2 separate regions of the Lactuca sativa genome follow, and region 2 is linked to region 1. A link is a contact called in public Hi-C data. All regions are on one chromosome and are shown on one strand. Each heading gives the region's core, a stretch centred on a gene start, on an enhancer-like site or on the middle of the called end of the contact. The rest is flanking DNA. Distances are from core to core; before and after follow the strand shown. Region 1 holds the start of LOC111883997 (superoxide dismutase [Mn], mitochondrial). Region 2 holds the start of LOC111883995.

What was found. A called contact is a pair of places that touch in the nucleus more often than the background predicts.
Region 2: a Hi-C map of leaf shows a contact between it and region 1, with 5 times the contacts expected there. The contact joins the promoter of LOC111883995 here to the promoter of LOC111883997 in region 1. A contact is called at or near these places in 2 of 4 Hi-C or Micro-C datasets (both in leaf).

The regions. Positions count from the first base shown.
Region 1 is chr2:222,815,959-222,819,984 of Lsat_Salinas_v11, reverse strand. LOC111883997 (superoxide dismutase [Mn], mitochondrial) reads left to right here and starts at 2,579. Exons shown (of 6, transcript XM_023880322.3): 1 at 2,579-2,994; 2 at 3,370-3,416; 3 at 3,487-3,612; 4 at 3,748-3,804; 5 at 3,954-4,026. The coding sequence starts at 2,706.
Region 2 is chr2:222,992,587-222,996,813 of Lsat_Salinas_v11, reverse strand. It overlaps LOC111883995, which reads right to left and starts at 2,569. Exons shown (of 1, transcript XM_023880319.2): 1 at 1,325-2,569. The coding sequence starts at 2,569. The coding sequence ends at 1,325.

The DNA of each region.
Region 1 (4,026 bases), core at 1,330-3,829:
AGTAAAAAGTCAAACCCGCTTTCACTTTGTGATAAATCTCGTTATTGACAATTATAATCCGTGGTTAAACTATATAATTAAGTCGTCAAGGAGGGTTAAGATTTTCTATTTTAGACTTTAGTTCATTCGAAGATTTTGACCTGTATCTCTTAACATGGTTACAATATATAATATATTTTTTTTCACATTTAACAATTTTACTTTTTTATTTTATTTTATTTTTTGTATTTATACATATTCATTCTTTATAACCGGATATTGCATGTTAAACCGAGAAAAATAATTTAATAGGGTAGTATAATTTTTAGTTTGTACATATTTAATCATTAATGTTTTTGTACACATCCAATCCTTATGTTTGTTTTCTTTAGCTTTTGCTCATGACATCGTACATGGGACAATCATTAAGGATGTGTTCTAATATGTGACCCGTCTTTTATTTATATCAATAACCTAATTCACGAATCAGTCAAATAATGTTGGTATCCTAGTTTTCTCCAAACAAAATGTTTTCGACTTTAGTTTCATCTATTTTCATAGCAAACCATAAGTTCAGGGGCGATTAGGTCGAGGGGGGGGGGGGGGGTGCAAACCTAATTCACGACTCTTAGCTTTTTGTCAGAGTGTTCTTTTGTTTTGAAAGTATAAATTCAAGTTAAGAGAAAACAATCGTCAAGAATCTCGTTGTCTAGTGAGAGGGGAGACGAATAGAGAAATACATAGCAGAACTAATAAGTGCTTTCTGGTGATGTTAGGAACATAATGGTGAGGAAGAAAAAACTCATGAGGAAACGTTGAGAGGGGAGGGGGAGAAGATCGTGTGAGGTAAACACTAGGTTATAAGATTTTCTTTTGACAAAATTGCAAGAATGGTCCCTGTGGTTAGGTGGAAATTGCCACTTTGGGCCAAAAAGGTTTGTGCTAGCACTCGTGGTCCACAGGTTTTCATTTTGTTGCGAGTTTGGTCCATTTGTCTTGATTTTTTTATAAAATGACGATTTTACCCTTTGTTTTTTCTTTTTTCAGCTTTTTTATTATAAAAATTAAAAAAGGAAAAAGAAAAAAGAAAGTAGCCCTCCCCTCTCTCTCTCTCGTTCTTGATTTTGATCTCCGACGAAGAAAGGAGGTTGCCGACCACCACCTTCGTAGCCCCTCCCTGCCTCCCTCCGGTTGTGCAGGACCACCAAACACCCATCCCTTCACCCTCCTATCTCCAACAAATCGACCCCAGTTATCTCCCCCTCGATTTTCAGTCGTGAAACGCTCCCATCATCTTCTTCTTGAACTTGTTCCTCACCTGCACCACCACTCTACCATTCAAGACCACTAAGTTTTGGAAAATCAAGATTTTGAGATTAAAAAAAATCAAAACTAATATTCCTCCACCAACACCGACTCAACATCCAAATCGACCACCATCTGAACCCTTAGTCTTAATCTTGCCATCGCAGATCCACCTGCAACTTGAGAACCAGAAGCAGAAAGAGGAAAAATCTCTAAAAAAACGATTATCATTGTAAACCATTTGTGTGTATATGTGTTCAACCCTCCAAACACATACACACCCCCCCACACACACACAAAAAAAATTCCTTTTATCACATCAAGATTCATGAACAAAAATCGGACATAGAAATCGACCAATCGAAGCTATCCTGAAACTCTTAACCTATTCAATTTGCTAGAGGTGGTGGTGACGAATCAGATCTGAAAAACAAGCTGAGAAATAATCTCATCTTCGGGAGGCTGTCAAACTCCGGCAGATTGCCATGACCACCACTGCCTTTACCACCGGACTTCTCTTCCTCCATCGGCAACTCAATGGTTACAGAAAGAGAACAAAGAGGTCGGCGTCGTGGTTTTTTATAGGGGAAAGGTTGGTCTGCAAATTTTGTTTCTGATTGAAGAAAGAAATTAGGAACAGTAAATCTAATTGGATCTGTTATATTGTTTTCTTATACTGATTGAAGAAAGAAATCAAAAGGGTGTTCTATTAATTAAAGAACCCTAAATCTAACTATATTTTTCGATTTCTTTATGGGGATGATGAAGAAGTTGCAGGTGAAGGATTTTGAATAAGAAAATGAAGGTAGGTGGGTTCTGATGAAAAACAACGAAGAGAGAGAGAGAGAGAGAGAGAGAGAGAGAGAGAGAGAGAGAGAGAGAGAGAGAGAGAGAGAGAGGAGGACAACTTTCTTTTTTCTTTTTCCTTTTTTAATTTTTATAATAAAAAACTGAAAAAAAAAAAAAACAAAGAGTAAAATCGTCATTTTATAAAAAAATCAAGACAAATGGACCAAACTCGCAACAAAATAAAAACCTGTGGACCACGAGTGCTAGCACAAACCTTTTTGGCCCAAAGTGGCAATTTCCACCTAACCATAGAGACCATTCTTGCAATTTTGTCTTTTCTTTTAGACTTTAGTTCATTTGGACATTTTGACTTGTATTTCTATTTTCTAGAGAAGGTTAGGTGACAATAGTTAATATAAAAATATAAAAATATAAAAAATAAAATGATATTTGAAAACTAGGGGTCAAAACTATAAACTAAGAGAAGTGTAGTGTCGTGCGGACTGCGCAGGGAAGTATATAGATTAGTACGGTGCACACAGATTCCATTTGGAAACTTAGAACCATTTCGCTGCCAAATATAAGTCTTTGTGTACTTGGATTTCTATCAATTCAATTGATTCGCAGAACAAATGGCTCTTCGAACACTAGTCAGTAGTGGGAAAACCCTAGGTCGATTCTCCAGGTTCCAGCAACAGATTCGTGGACTGCAGACGTTTACGCTTCCGGATCTCGCCTACGATTATGGCGCTCTGGAGCCGGTGATTAGCGGAGAGATTATGCAGCTCCATCACCAAAAACACCACCAGACTTACATTACCAACTACAATAAGGCTCTCGAGCAGCTTGATGACGCCATCGCTAAGGGTGATGCCTCCACTGCCGTCAAATTGCAGAGCGCCATTAAGTTCAATGGCGGAGGTTCGATTCTTATCCTTTTCTCCATCCAATTATCTTATTTCCAGTACAGATATTTTATCTTTTTGTCGGTAGTTTCCGTCGAACCAGTTCAACAACTTCTTACAGCGAGTTGTTCTAAAATAGGAAGCTGCATATTGATCCCTAACTTGATATGGATTTCAAGTTCTAATAGCTGCTACCTACAACATACTTGAGAACAAGAACGTCAAATAGAATATTGTAGTTGAACTTGCAACATGATATATATCAATTCATAGTATGCAGTTACTGATATGTTTGATTAATTGGTTCTAGGGATTTTTATTGAAGTGAATTATACATTGCGTTTTCTGGCTGTCCTAGATTGATTCATCCCCTTTTTGTTTGTGTAATCAGGTCATGTGAATCACTCAATTTTTTGGAAGAATCTTGCTCCTACAAGTGTAAGTCTCTGTTTCCTGATAGTTGAAGGATGATTCTGAGTGAAAGGCTGAATTTTGTTTTTGTTTGCAGGAAGGTGGTGGTGAGGCACCACATGGTTCTTTGGGGTGGGCTATTGACCAACACTTTGGTTCAATGGAAAAGTTGATTGCCAAGATGAATGCTGAAGGTGCTGCTGTGCAGGGGTCTGGATGGGTGGTATGTTATGTTCATCTATTATTTCTCTTATCAATCAATCAATCAATCATCTTGGGATATTATTATTATTATTGTTATTATCATCTGTTGGTTTACTTTTTTAAAATCGTGATATAATATGACTACTACTGGCAGTGGCTTGCAGTGGACAAGGAGTTGAAAAGGCTTGTGGTTGAGACAACTGCAAACCAGGTATACATGCAATTCACATTAAGTGATTATAACAAATCTTGTTGAGCCTTTTACTGAATAAATTATCTAAAAAAATTTCTACATTAATAATACAAGTAGTTGATAGATTAGATTATTAAGTATGTATCTGGTTGTGACTTGTGGTGCAGGACCCCCTGGTTACAAAAGGTGCAACTTTGGTTCCTCTGCTTGGCATAGACGTTTGGGAGCATGCATACTACT
Region 2 (4,227 bases), core at 1,320-3,819, 180 kb before region 1:
CATGCTCTCGACGACGAAATCAAACGAAGAAGGTGATTGGTTGTTGGTTTATTTGGCCGTTGAACGACTATTTTGCCCGTTTGTTTATTTTTTTCCAAACTCAATTCACTACATAAATAAACCTTATATTTTCACTGAAACTTACACCTCATGCTAATCTCCACTTTTCAACGATATTTGGACCGACAAAGCACCTGATATGACGTTCACGGTGAACTGGCACGCATACAAATATGGCTACTACCTTGGTGATGGGATATACCCAGATTATTCTACATTGATGAAGGCATACTCGGTTCCTCGAAGTGAAAAGACAAATTTTTTTACAAAAAAGCAGGAATCGTCGAGAAAGGATATCGAGAGGGCATTTGAAGTCCTTAAGCAGACATGACATGTAGTGAAATATGCTACACGACTCTGGGATAAAGAAAGAATTAAACGAATGGTCCTAGCATATATTATAATGCATAATATGATTATTGAAGATGAAGGTCGAGCGATTTGCACGTATGATCCGAACGACGTTGTTGTTCCAATTGAGGAGTTCGTACCCGAAACGAATGCGTTTTTAGAGCGAGTTGTTGAAATTCATAACAGTGAAACGTGTTTTAATCGTCGAGAAGATGTTGCGGAACATTTGTACCAACATAGCATGAACGACGATTAGGTTTTTTATATGTATGTTTCTTTGTTTTTTTAATTAATGTAATTTTTTTTTCTAAATTAACTAAGTAATGTAGTTTGAAGTTGTAATTTTATTTTTATAATTAATGAAACACTAGTTTAAAAAAACGAATGCTTTTTAATTATAAAAAATGTAATTTTATTGTTTTTTTGAATTAAAAATAAATAAAATAATGATGTGGAGTGGTGTGTTAGTGGTAGGTATCACATGTTAGTGGTAGGGGAATGTGGTGCTGATGTGACACCCACCACATATGTGGTATGTGGTGGGTATAACGGATGATCTTAGACCATCCGTTATACCCACCACATACCACATATGTGGTGGGTGCCACATCAGCACCACATTCCATTACCACTAACACATCACTCCACATCATTATTTTTATTTTTTTTTAATTCAAAAATACAATAAAATAACTTTTTTTTTTAATTCAAAAATACAATAACATTACTTTTTTTTTAATCCAAAAATTAAAATAAAATTACAATTTTTAAAAGTAAAAAGCATTTATTTTTTTAAAACTATTTTTTCATTAATTATAAAAATAAAATAACAATTTTAAACTACATTACTTAGTTAATCTAGAAAACAAACATTACATTAATAAGAAAACGAACAAACATACATATAAAAATCCTAATCGTCGTTCATGCTATGTTGGTACAAATGTTCCGCGACATCTTCTCGAAGATTGAAACACTTTTCACTGTTATGGATTTCGACAACTCGCTCCAAAAAAGCATTCGTTCCGGGTACGAACTCCTCAATTGGAACGACAACGTCGTTCGGATCATACGTGCAAATCGCTCGACCTTCATTTTCAATAATCATATTATGCATTATAATACATGCTAGGACCATTTGCTTAATTCTTTCTTTATCCCAAAGTCGTGTAGCATATTTCACTACATGCCATGTTTGCTTAAGGACTCCAAATGCCCTCTCGATATCCTTTCTCGCTGATTCTTGTTTTTTTGTAAACAATTTTGCTTTTTCACTTCGAGGAACTGAGTATGCCTTCATCAATGTAGAATAATCCGGGTATATCCCATCACCAAGGTAGTAACCATATTTGTACGCGTGCCCGTTTACCGTGAACGTCATATCAGGTGCTTTGCCGGTCCAAATATCGTTGAAAAGTGGAGACTGACCAAGAACATTAAGGTCGGTGTTGGACCCCGCTACTCCAAAAAAGGCATGCCATATCCACAAATCTTGAGATGCAACAGCTTCTAGGATGATAGTTGGTTCACCTATATCTCTTCGAGTGAACTGGCCACGCCATGCAGTTGGACATTTTTCCCAAGCCACATGCGTACAATCTAGACTGCCAAGCATACCGGGAAATCCATGCCTCTCTTCATGAGCCGAATATAATCTCTCAATATCACGTTGAGTAGGTTTACGCAAATATTCTTCGTGAAAAACCTCATAAACACATGCAGAAAACCAATCTACACATTCAACCGCGGTCCTCTCGGATATTTTCAAGTATTCGTCAGATGCATCAAATGCTATACCGTATCCCAAATACCTAAGAGCAGCCGCACATTTTTGTATACTACTAAAACCCATTCTTCCTCTAGCGTCGGGTTTTTGTTTGAAAAAATCATAACGAGATTCTAAAGCATTACTAATACGTAAAAATATAGCCTTATTCAGACGAAAACGACGTTCGAACGAGTCGTCATTATAAAGACAATTATCGGCAAAGTAATCACGTACCAATAAGTCGTGTGCGGCTTGGCGATCATGATTGACGACCGTCCTTGTACGCGCTGCATTCGAACTTTCTTCGGCGTGAACGTGTTGCACAACATTGAAGAATGTCTCGACGAATTCTACGTCGTCATCCGAGTCAAAACTTTTTAAAAATTCCATATTTATCGAGGGATCCATAGGTGTAATTGAGTGTAGAATGTATATGTATGTGTATGTGTTTTGGTATTGAGTTTTGTAATTGAGTTTTTATAGTTGAGTTTGAAAAAAAAAAAAAAGGAACGGCCACAAAATAGCCGTTCAACGGCTCAAAATATTCGACCAATAGCAATCCTCGTTTCATTTCGTTGTCCCGAGCACATTTTGCAATGACCACGGTCGACCACGAACCACCGGGACGGTGTGCACGTCCGTGGTTCGTGGCCATATTTCATCAAGATTACGACTTTGGCAACCCATTAAATCATGGAAAACGTTTCCAACTTTTACCCAAAAAATAGGAGGTATTTCTGGGTCTTTTGAAACAGCTACCCATGCTAATGCTAAGTTCTCTTCTTCGTTTTCTGACCAATTCATCCTTTTAGGAGCCATTGGCTTTGAGTTTATGAAGCAAAAGAAGTGTGTGGTTGTGAGAAGAAGAAAAAAGAATCGTGTGAGTAAAATGAATGAATAAGTGTGGTATTTATAGAAGTGGTTCAATGTTGTTTGAATAGTAAAATTAAAAAAAAAGATTTTAACCCTAAAATATGACCGTTACTGTGCCACCCAATCACAATTTCCGTTTGCATTCGTTGTCCCGACCACGGCTCGTCCCGACCACGAACCACCACTAGCCACCGAGATGGTGTGCACGATCGTGGTTCGTGGCCAGCTAGACCACGAACCTGTCCGTTGCAACCATACCGGACGGCCTAACGGATGGTCTTACAGTTGATAGTATTTCAAACTTGATTTTAGTAGTATTTTTTTTAGTCCATAGGTTGGCGCTAAAACATTAATTCTGCTTGGATTGTGTTTGTGTGGTATGTAGTATGTACATTTTACATGAATTCGAAGCTAATTAAGTTAAGATGTCAATATAAAATTTAAAACTATAATAACAAAAATATATGACTAATCTTGATGAGTATATTTGCAAGAATAACTAAAAGCAATTATATATATATATATATATATATATATATATATATATATATATATATATATATATATATATATATATATATATATATATATATATATATATATATATATATAACACATGACAACAACCAAAACATATGAAAAATTCTACGACCATATTACTAAAGTGAGTTATGTTTATATGTTTTTTAAAAATGTCACATAATTTTGTAATAGAATATTAGTTAGGTGGTAAGTCGTAACACTTGTACATATTTGATCTGGATCCGATTCAAAACCGGATACAAGAGACATCGGTTTTTGATGAAACTGGATCAAATTGATTGTGATTCGATAAGATATAATCAAGTTACGTTTTAGATGTTGGAAATTGGATTGGCACATGATATTAAAGCCTTTATCGACCGATGAAAACCAATATAGGCTGGTTACACTGCTTCACACCTGTTTGATAAACCGATACCTCTAATAATAGTATAATACCGTTAACAATAATTATTTAATTATTGAAATCTTCAAAATTTAAAATATGGCTTTTGCCATTCTAACATATTTTTATTCTGTCACGCAATAAGAATTTAGAAAATCAATATCATTGTATACTATTCAACAAACAAATTATGTTTATTACACCTTATACCCCCACTCTATTTCGAAATTATATTATTTACACCTAA